Linked DNA regions of Mus musculus: region 2 is linked to region 1. Evidence: chromatin contacts called from public Hi-C data. All regions are on one chromosome and are shown on one strand. The core of a region is the stretch at or near the end of the contact, and the rest is flanking DNA. Distances in the headings are between cores, read along the strand shown.

The links. A called contact is a pair of places that touch in the nucleus more often than the background predicts.
Region 2: a contact with region 1 is called in a Hi-C map of myocytes, with 2.4 times the contacts expected there. The contact joins two enhancer-like sites. A contact is called at or near these places in 6 of 484 Hi-C or Micro-C datasets (brown adipocytes, embryonic fibroblasts, embryonic stem cells and 3 more) and 1 of 115 datasets of contacts at active chromatin or transcription factors (pancreatic cancer cells).

The regions. Positions count from the first base shown.
Region 1 is chr5:64,194,923-64,200,115 of GRCm38.p6, forward strand. All of the region lies in intron 2 of Tbc1d1 (TBC1 domain family, member 1), which reads left to right. Among named protein-coding and RNA genes, the nearest start is that of Tbc1d1, 37 kb to the left of the region's middle. Within about 2 kb of position 2,184, at least 74 of the 459 cell types and tissues checked have an H3K27ac peak or open chromatin away from gene starts, as enhancers often do. A contact at or near this core is called in myocytes, pancreatic cancer cells and uterus, where this site is marked.
Region 2 is chr5:64,364,417-64,369,609 of GRCm38.p6, forward strand. No RefSeq gene overlaps it. Among named protein-coding and RNA genes, the nearest start is that of Gm43837, 11 kb to the right of the region's middle. Within about 2 kb of position 3,220, at least 85 of the 459 cell types and tissues checked have an H3K27ac peak or open chromatin away from gene starts, as enhancers often do. A contact at or near this core is called in myocytes, pancreatic cancer cells and uterus, where this site is marked.

The DNA of each region.
Region 1 (5,193 bases), core at 934-3,433:
ACAATGTAGTTTTAAAATCATTCTAGACATTTCTAGAGTATCATATTATCTTAGATGTGATACCATTTGCTTAAAGTGGGATATGGCACCTGACTTCTAACCTAAGACCAAAAAAAAAAAAAAAAAAAAAAAAAACCAAACAACCCCCCCCACTCATTCCTTTCATTACACACAAATATACACATATTGTGCTTATATATATATATATACACACACACAATACATATATATTTATAAACACACACATATAAATATACATATATACAATCTTCATATTCATATATATATACAGATATTGTGTACATGTTTTCCTATATAAACATACATAAAGAGCAAAATGGTAAAATGTATGTGTGTGTCTGTCTGTGTGTGTGTCTGTGTGTGTGTGTGTGTGTCTGTGTAGACTCTGGAGCTGGACAAACCTAGATTTTTTATTTATTTGTTTGTGTTGGGGGATCTCAGCAGCCATAGTGAGTGTGGAGGTCAGAGGACAGCTTCACCTGAGTCTGTTCTCTCTTCCTACTATGTGGCCTGGGGATCAAGCTTAGGTTCTCAGGCTTGGGGACAAGAGTCTATAGATGCCAAGCCATCTCCCCAGCCCTTGATGTGTGTGTGTGTGTGTGTGTGTGTGTGTGTGTGTGTGTGTGTGTGGATGTGTGTGGTGTGTGTTTGTGTGTGGTGTGTATGTGTGGGGATGTGTGTGTGGAGTGTGTGTGTATTTGTGTGTGTGGAGTATGTGTGTATGTGTTTGTGTGGAGTATGTGTGTGTATGTGTTTGTGTGTGGGGGTGTGTATTTGTGTGTGTGTGTGGAGTGTGTTGTGGGGGTGTGTGGTGTGTGTTTGTGTGTGTGGCATATGTGTATGTGTGTGTTTGTGCTTGTGTGTATGTGGAGTATGGGTGTGTGTGGTGTGTGTTTGTATGTGTGGTGTGTGTGTGTGTTTGTGTGTGCTTGTGTGTATGTGGAGTGTGTGTGTGTATGTGTGTGGTGTGTGTTTGTGTGTGTGGTGTATGTGTGTGTGTGGTGTGTTTATGTAAGACAAGGACTCTTGTAACTCTGGCTATCCTTGACCTTGTTGTATAGTAAGGGTAACTTTGAACTCCATATCTTCCTGTTCCCCCTCCTACCTTCTGGGATTCCAGACCTTGCCACGATGCCTAAAAAACCCACAGATCTTTCTTGCTGTGGCTGTGTTCCTTGGCAGCTAGAAAGACATTTAAAATGTAAGTTTAACCATCAGTAAACTGAGGGCACCACAGATTCCATTAGATAGACTATAAGGACAAAAGAGAAGATCTGTGCTGAGTATTTGGCATCTGCCCTACATCCAGCAAGCTGTGACCATGCCCAGCATGGTGAATGGTGAGCACTCTGAAGACAAGATTGGCATGATCTTGGCATCTGTGTGGATTACACCATGGGAGGCTGCCTTACCATGCTTCACTGGGGTGGCTTGTCTGTGAGGTCTGCCAAGTCTCTGAGAACTGGGTCTAAGCCAAGAGACATGTCATAGTCTTTTGAGGGATTTTCTTTTAACCTGTTTAGTTATTTATTATTTATGTATGTGTGTACTTTCAGAGGCCAGAAAAGGGCATCAGATCCCTACCCTACCCCACCCTGCCCAGCTAGAGTTACTGGCAGTTGTGAGTCACCCAACCTAACATGGGTACTTGGTACTGAACCCTTGACCTCTGGAGGAAGAGTATGTACTCTTAACTGTTGAGCCATCTCTCCAGCTCTTTAGACACAATTTATTATTTGACTTTGAGTTTCTGTGTAGGCTTATTAGTCTTGAAAAACTATGTTTCAACAGACCACACATGACCAGTCCTGATCTTTGACGCAGGGCCAAAAATGTCTCAGAAGCCTGGCAAGTGGGGCACACAGAGCATACTGAAAGCCAGCAAGGCCCCCTGTACTGCATGTGTTCTGTGTAAATGAAGACACTCAGAAGACCAGTTGGTTTTGACCTCTGGATCCAATGGATAGAACCACTGGACAGGCAATGTCGGCTGTGGGTACACCATGCGTTGTGGTTCTGTGTACTGGGGCTGCAGGGCTGGCCTGTGGTTAGATGAGAATCCAGACTGCTGGAATCTAGAAATGTCAGCTGGCTAGGCAGCTGTCTGTCCAGGAGCAAGGTCAGACATACAGGATGAGTCAGGATGGGTTTGGACGACACTAGTGTAGGATGTTCAGAGGCTAGTCCAGGCTGCCTGTCACAGGGATAGGTCAGGACTGAGAACAAGGCTAGCCAGAGCTGTGTCCAAGAACCAGAGTGGAAACTAGAGAGAGAGAGAGAGAGAGAGAGAGAGAAAGCCAAAGGCCACAGCAGGGCGGGGCAGAGAGGGACGGGGGAAGAGGAATGTTTTCTTTGCTTGCTAACTGGTCAGGAAGTCTGTATCAAGAAAAGGGAGACGAGGGCGCAGAAGACGGGTTTCCTTTCTGTAGGACAGAACCTGGCGAGCAGAGGGCAGTCTGACCCAGGGTAACTTGCAGTTTCTGTGGGGAGGAGTTCAGGGTAAGAGGGGGTCACCTGTGCTACTTCCCCAGGGTCCTGTCACATGGACATTTCTCCCTCTCATCCTCATATAGACTCAACTGTGCCGCAGAAATAAATGAACCCCGAAGCTCAGTGGTTAGCACAAGGATCCTCTAGTTGCTGCTCCGGGGCCTGTGTGCTCTGAGTTGACGATAGCCAAGAGTCTTTGTTCTGAGGCCCCAAGCTGCCTCTCTCTTATGTTCTGTTGTGACCTCTGCTATAGTGCAGAAGAAAAGACTGGGAAAGTTCCCTTACTTCACTCTAACCCCACACTGTATTTCTTTTTTTTTTTAATTTAGTTTAATTTTTTATTTTTTGAACATTAGTGTTTTATCTGCACATATGTCTATGTGGAGGTGTTAGGTCCCCTGGAACTAGAGTTACAGACAGTTGTAAACTGCCACATGGGTGCTAGAAATTGAACCCTGGTCTCCTGGAAGAGCAGTCAATGCTCTTAACCCCCGGATCCCTCTCTCCAGCTCCCAACACTGTATTTCTTATCTAGACTTTTTGGGCAAGTTCCTTAACAGTCTCCACATTTCCACCCTTGTCTTCCCCAGGTCTAAGGCAGCCAGCTCCAGGCATGACCATCATTGCCGCAGATCTGGTGATGTGCCCTTCTGCTGCCCTCTCCACTTATGGTCTAGCATAGCTCTGCCCTTCAGAGAACAAGCCATGGAGACTTAGTAAGATTTTCTCGGCCTTCTGAGTCTCATTTTGCCAGTTGCCCTACCTCTCCCAGTTGCTTACATCTCATATCCCCTTATCCTAGGCCCACGTCATCCTCTTTCTCTAGTCTATAACATTCCATGGCCTCTCTTAGTTCTAGAGCATCCCAGATTCCCTTTGTTCCTGTGACCTAGACCGCTCAGTACCCTCCCTGTTTGGCTACCTTTAACTTAACTTGCCATTTCTAAGCTTGCATGCCACTTTCCCAGAAAGCCTCTCTTGCATAAATTTGCAAGGAAAATCATAGGCTTCAGTAGACTGTAATCTTCAAGAGAGGGATTTCCATCTTGCTCCCTGAATGACCCACACACTTAGAACTGTCCTTAACACATAACAGTTAACACATAACTTCCTTGTATGAGTGAATGAATGAATGAATGAATGAACAAATTGTATGTAAAAATTCTTTAGCTCCAAAAACCAACACTAACCAACAAAGGTAGAAAAGAGAATCATTTAGAAGAATCCTAGGGTTTTTCACAGAGTCACCATGACGTGTGCAAAGCCGGTCTGACCAAGCCATGAAGGGTCGGCATCAGGCAGGAGAAACCACAGACGTGGTTACATCACAGGGATACCCTGGCAAGGGCACCACCCTGGCTTTGCTATCAGACACCGCTGCCCTGGCACTGCAGCTGCTGGGCATTAGCTACAGCTCCATGGCCCTTCTTGTGTTTCAGCTCTCATTAACCCTGTGACTTGACATTACCCTGGGAGAGTAGCAGCCTCAGACAGGAATATCTGATGGGTGAGATGAGTTCAGGCATCCATCTGTGGCTAGAGAGCTGCTGAAAGTGAGTCCTCGCACTTATCAATGGACCGGGCAGGCCTCCACCTGTTTTAGAACAGCCATTTAAGACTGAATGACCTCACAAACTTGAACTATGGGGACTGCTTAGAATAAAGATTTCCATCAACTCAGACGGGCATAAAAATTAGGAAATGTTGAGTCCACAATTCCTAGTCCTATTCCATTCTAAAAAGAACCATTATGATACGTTGGTAACAGTTCATCCACATGTCTATTAGATGCTTCTTGGATAAGAATTATCTCTTGAGTCATACAGGGCTAGACGTAGCAGTTACGGTATGCTTGCCCTTTGTATATGAAGCGAGCGCTCTGGTGTTTTTACTTGGGAATAAAATGGCTGGTTAGAGTCTCAAGGCTTGCCCAGGTGCCGTTGTGGGGATGATTGGTAACTCAGAGGGAATCACAGATGTCCCACAAGCAGGGAGCACACTGGCTCTCAATGCTGGTGCTTCGTGTGTGTGATATTAAGAAGCCCTGGGTATTACCTGTCTGAGACTGATCAAGGTGGGACCCTGTCTATCAATTTATGGGGAAGCCAAGATAGGTTCTGATAGAAGGGAAGTATCCACTGTGCTTTATCTTTGTCAGATGTTAGTGACCCAAGAGAACAGCATCCTACACAGAAATCCTTCACAGAATAAACTATGTGAAGAGTTCTGCTAGGAAATTATCCAAATGTATTTTTTTTTCTGGGTAGTTTCTGCTTAAGTAAACTTCTAGACCTAACCTGCCATCACCTGACTGCCTGAAAAGTTAGTTCCCGGTGGCCACCTGCTCATTTTCTTTGTTGTGTTGGTGGGTGGCTGACTCTGGTGCCCTGGAGGCTGTGCTCAGCAATAAATGAATGATGGACTTAAATGAGATTAGGTCATTGCACTTGTGGTTATCAGGTGGCTGAACCTGACTCAGTAACTGAGATAGTTCCAAAAGTAGGACCTCAGATCTGTCAGTACCCACAGTGACCTCCCAAGAACTTGAGGACACCTCTGTAACCTCCTTGGCACTGTGAATCTTCACTTGGGTTTCTGCCTGTAGAAGATGCTATACATGAGTTTTTTAATGGTCCCATATGCTTTGTTCTACTAAATAACCCCTCCACAGAATTTCTACAT
Region 2 (5,193 bases), core at 1,970-4,469, 170 kb after region 1:
TAGCTCCTCTGGATCCAGCAGGTACAGCCCGCATCACCCTACTCCCAATCGGTACCTGCAGCTGAGAAACCTGACTCTGCGAAAGGCTCAATCCCTCTACCATTCTTTGCAACCCCCACAGTCCCTAGGGGCCCCTCCAGATCTGTGTCTACTCCAGGAGAGGGCTGGGCTTTGGATCTATGCTTTTTGTCACGATCTCTGTTCCCCTTGGCAGGTTCCATCTGGCTTTTAGATATTATAAATAGCCGCAACTAGGGTGTGACTTGGGTGGAGCCCCGGAGCCTGCTGCTCCACCCTGGAGGGGGGAAAAGGCTTATTTAATTCATTTCTGCACTTGGCAGCCTCTAACTATTTAGAAAGCCAATTAGGCAGCAGCTGTTGGTTGGGAGTTTTTTTTTTTTTTTTTTCCTCCCCCTAGCCTAAGATGGCCTGTCTGATTTTTTTTCCATGCCTGAGATTTAAGCTTTTGCAGGAGGTTGGGTGGGGTGGGTGGGGCAGACCCACAGCAACTCTGAATACAAGCTGTCTATGCTTGGCTGACTCTTGGCAAGCTCCTGAACTGGTGGTGGTGGTAGCTGTGGTGGGGTGGTGGCAATTGAGAACCAGCTCTCTGCTGCTTCCGGGATGCAGGAGTTTGGAATAAAAAAAAGAAAGAAAGAAAGGAAGAAAGAAAGAGAGAGAGAGAGAGAGAAAGAGAGAGAGAGAAAGAAGGAAAAGAAAAGAAAAAGATGCTTCCCAGAGAGAGAGGAGCCCTGTTACTGGTGTCTGAGGAAGTCTTAAACTAATGCCTTCACCAGTGTCCTGGAAAGTTCTGGAATGCTTGGCTTCAAGCAGACCTTGTGTCACTGACAACTCATTTGATGTTGATCATGTGTGTGATGTGGTTGGTATCCATTGGAACCCACTGTGGTGTCATAACCCTGGTGGGAATGAGAGTGCCTGCCAAAGTTGTGGGGAGGGTGGGCCAGCAGTTGCACCTGGCACATAGTAGGATTCACTGATGACCATTTTTCCTGGCTTCCTATTAGGGCAATGAGTCGCACAGAGCCAGAGAGCAGGCAAGGGTTTGCGACTTACAGGACGAGCAGAAGAGATTGGAGGCCTCCCAGTTACCAGTGCTTGTTGATATTTGAAGTGATTATTTTTAAATGAAAGCACCACGTGACGCAATTATCTGTTGTTGCATAACGTTAAAACCTTACAAGGCAAGTGAGACCCACAGCAATAAAAAATGCAAAGAAAGTAGATCTCTCAGCAGACAAAAGAAAAAAGGATCGTCTATTACAGAAGCCGCAGCCATTGTTAAAGCTTTGCTGTGAGATCACCGGTCCTTTCTCTGGTCCTATATTAACGCTCACGTGCACCTGTGTATTGGAAGGTACCAGGGCAAGGCTGGCTGAGGCTCTGAAGCTGAAAGTAGCAAGGAAATAATCTATAATCCTCACCCTAAGGTACTATGAATCTGCTTGGAGCTTCTGTGAAGAGTAGGAGTGGAGTAGGGATGTGGGGAGCACTGGCATCTGGTGAGTCTCTGTGGTGAGTCAGTACAGAGTGAGAGCCCTGCTCCTAGTGAAAAGGACTGAATGTAAACATGTGTGCTCAGGTCTGTCCTGTGCCATAATGCCACAGTTCTACTGGATGAGGGCTCCATCACTTGATCTCATTTAACCTTAGCTTCCAAATGTCCCACCCTCCAAAGGCTGTCGTATTAGGTTTCTGCTCTCGTAACACCACACAACGGGAATTAAGTTTTGGCATGACTTTCAGGGAGAACACTCAAGCCACAGCACTCCTGTTCTGGTGTATCCTGAATACAAGGCCAGGATCATCCTGCTTGAGGTAACTCTACATCCGCACGATCCTGGGTGGGGTGAGAGCAGTGACTGTCAGTCAGCTTCCTGATGTGCACTCCAGAACTCTGAAGAATAATTGTAAAGGAAGGGCAGGCTGCCCAACAGCGACCGAATGGATGACTGAGGAGTGGACGACTGGGGAAGGCCCTGGAGGGCTTGAGAGAACATGGAGCTCTATGGCTTACAGACACAAGTTGGTGGATGCAGTTGTGAGTTAAGCTTGCCTTCCGAGTGACACTGACCTTGGTCATGCAAGTTGCTGGGGCTCTAAAAGAAGAAAAGATTTTAGGAAAAAGAAAAAAAAACTTTTAAGAAATGCAACATTCAGCTGAAACTTGGAAGAGGAGTCTAAACATTACTTTGGCTCGTAGCTTAGTGCACGAAAGTAGAGTGAGAGACCAGTTCGCAGAAAAGGGTTAGTTTTGAAACTCTACTGTGTGTAAAAAAGACAGCCAGAAAGCAGCTCAAGTCAACCTCATGTGTAACCGCAGCATCAGAAAAACATGAGGCAGGGGCAGTTGGCAGGAGGCATGTCTATCTGTCTTCCATCAGTCTGTCTATCTATCTATCTATCTATCTATCTATCTATCTATCTATCTATCATCACTTAACTATTACAAATTTACCCCCATGAAAGCAATAGGGGCAGAAACCTGAGTTTTGTGGGTCTCTGTTATGGTAATCTTCATTCTCACCTTGGCCGGATTCAGAATTACATAGGAGCCACTCTGTGACTGTGTTCCCCAAAGGGCTAACTGAGAAGAAAATAGCCCTAAATGTGGGAAGCACCATCTCTTAGGGTCCTGGACTGAAAAGGCAAAGTGGGGGTGAGGTGGGGTGGGGTGGGGGAGGCTGAGCACCAGCTTCCATCTCTCTGCTTCTTGACCACGGTCTCCTGCCTTGCCTTTCCTGCCACAACAGATCGCATGCTTCCCTACCAATGAACTTTTCTTCTTAGGTTTCTTTTGTTAGGGAGTCTATCAGAGCAATGAGAAACATAACAGTCTCCTGATGTCATTTTAAGTGTTATCTACAACAGGGAGAACTCTGCTGTCCCCCTCAATGACTAAGTCAGGCTTACAACTTCTGGGTTGGGTTGAGGCAATTAAAAAAAAAAAAGCCTTTGAATTGGAAAAAAAAAGCCTTCTTTCAGATTTTAGCTTTTCAAGTCTAAAGTAATAGTTAAACACCGAACCGGAGTTAACCTTAAATCTTCTCTTTTCTCTCTTGGCATTGACTCCCTCCTCCTGGAAGTCTGCCCTGGGAAGCTTGCTCCTCCTCCTCCCCTCTCTCAGCTCACCTCCTCCCCTTGCTGGGCGCCATTCCCCTGCATGCCTGGAACGCAGCCCAGCGAGGAGAGCGGTGACAGAACAAGAGTCTTCTCTCACGTGTCAGGGTGGCCCAAGCCTTTTGGGCTGGGCAGCTGGCCTCCCTGGAGAGACCTGGCAGCCCATGAAAGCTGACCCTGTCAGAGGCCTCCAGCCGGGCAGCTTTCTCTGTCTATCCCCTGACTTGGGCTGAAGAGTCTCTGTGCCTCAGGGTGGCCTTATGTGACTCCTTCCCCAGCTGCAGGGATTCTTATGGGCTAAAAACCAGCCTCTTTCCATTGAGGTCTTCTGTTCAGGCCCACAGGTCCCAAGGCCATGGTGGCCTTACCAGTGACCTTTCCCACGGGGACCCATATCTGATGTGGGGACGTCTCTTGCTCTGTCACCAGTGGTCATCACTAACATTTGAATGTCACATTACCCATCACTGTCCTATGACCACATCTACTATCTAGTGACATTAATGTTCACCGCCACCTGCAGGACAGGTGAATCTGGCAAGCTGTATCTGTGACATTGGCTCTAAACTTCTGCCTGCCGTTTGTACACCATGAGACACCACATGGATGTTTCACTTACCACTGACTCTGTTGCAGAAGCAGAAACCAGGAGAGTGAGCCTTTATAGACCAGGAAGAACTTACCATGAGGCTTTGAGCAGTTCAGGAGTATCTCTGGGTCTCAGTTTTCCCAACTAGCAAATGGGGTGGACTTGTTATCATCTGGGTCGTTTCTCACACTAAAATTCCATGACCTAACCCAGCTCTAGCATAAAGAATGGCATGGAGGGGTGTGGAACTAGAGGATGAAAGGACTGCATAGGATCGTGGCCACAGCCAGGCTCAGAGAGACTGGTATAAATGCCCCTGAAATCTTTAACATGACAAAAGGTTAAGTACATACTTAAAATGCCTTGAAATCTAGGTCTTTGATAATTGCTTCTTTTTAGCTCTAAAGAGAAGGCTCAATAACAGGAGAGGCTTCAGCACATTGTTTCAAGCGAGACCCTTAAAACATTTGCTCTTCTGACTCATTAACTCCGCACCAGAAATAGATTCAAAGAACCCATCAGAAGCATACACAAAGATTTATTCACAGGAGTGTGATTCATGGTCATCTTCATGGTAGTATAAACTACAAGCTACTCCTTTTATTCCATCTGTGCTCACAGGATACATCCTCAGAGAGGGTTTCCAACTGCACCTGCGTCAGGTCTGGGGAGATGGCTCTGTTGGCAACCTGCTTGCTGTATAAGTGTGAGGACAGGAATTTGGTCCCCTAGAGCACATGTTAAAAACAAAATGAGCTAGGTGAGTGTAATGGTGCCAACCTCTAATCCCAGAACTCAGGAGGCAGAGGTAAGCAGATCTCTGTGAGTTCAAGGTCACTTTGGTCTACATAGAGTGCTCCAGGACAGCCCAGACTACGGAGAGATCTTGTCTTGAAAGAAAGAAAGAAAGAAAGAAAGAAAGAAAGAAAGAAAGAAAGAAAGAAAGAGAGGGGGGAGGGAGGGAGGGAGGGAGGGAGGAAGGAAGGAAGGAAGGAAGGAAGGAAGGAAGGAAGGAAGGAAGGAAGGAAGGAAAAGAAAAAGAAGAAAGGGGGCTAGAGAGATAACTCAGAAATTAAGAACACTAGCTGTTCTTCCAGAAGACCTGGGTTTGATTTCCACACAGTATCAGGGATCTAGTGCACTTTTCTGGCCCCCACAGATACGGCACACATATCTACATTCAGGCAAAATGCCAATACACATAAACCTTACACATAAACCATTAAAAAAAAATTAAGCCAAACATAACAGATGCCTATAATCCCAGTGTTCAGGATGCAGAGACAGAAGGATCTCTGCAGTTCATTGGCCAGCCATTCTATCCAAACTGGTAAGTTTCAGGGAGAAACCCTGTATCAAAAGCTGACATTAACTTTTGATCTCCACCTATCTGCAGGTACTCTTATGCTTACACACACACACACACACACACACACACACACACACACACCACATATATGCAC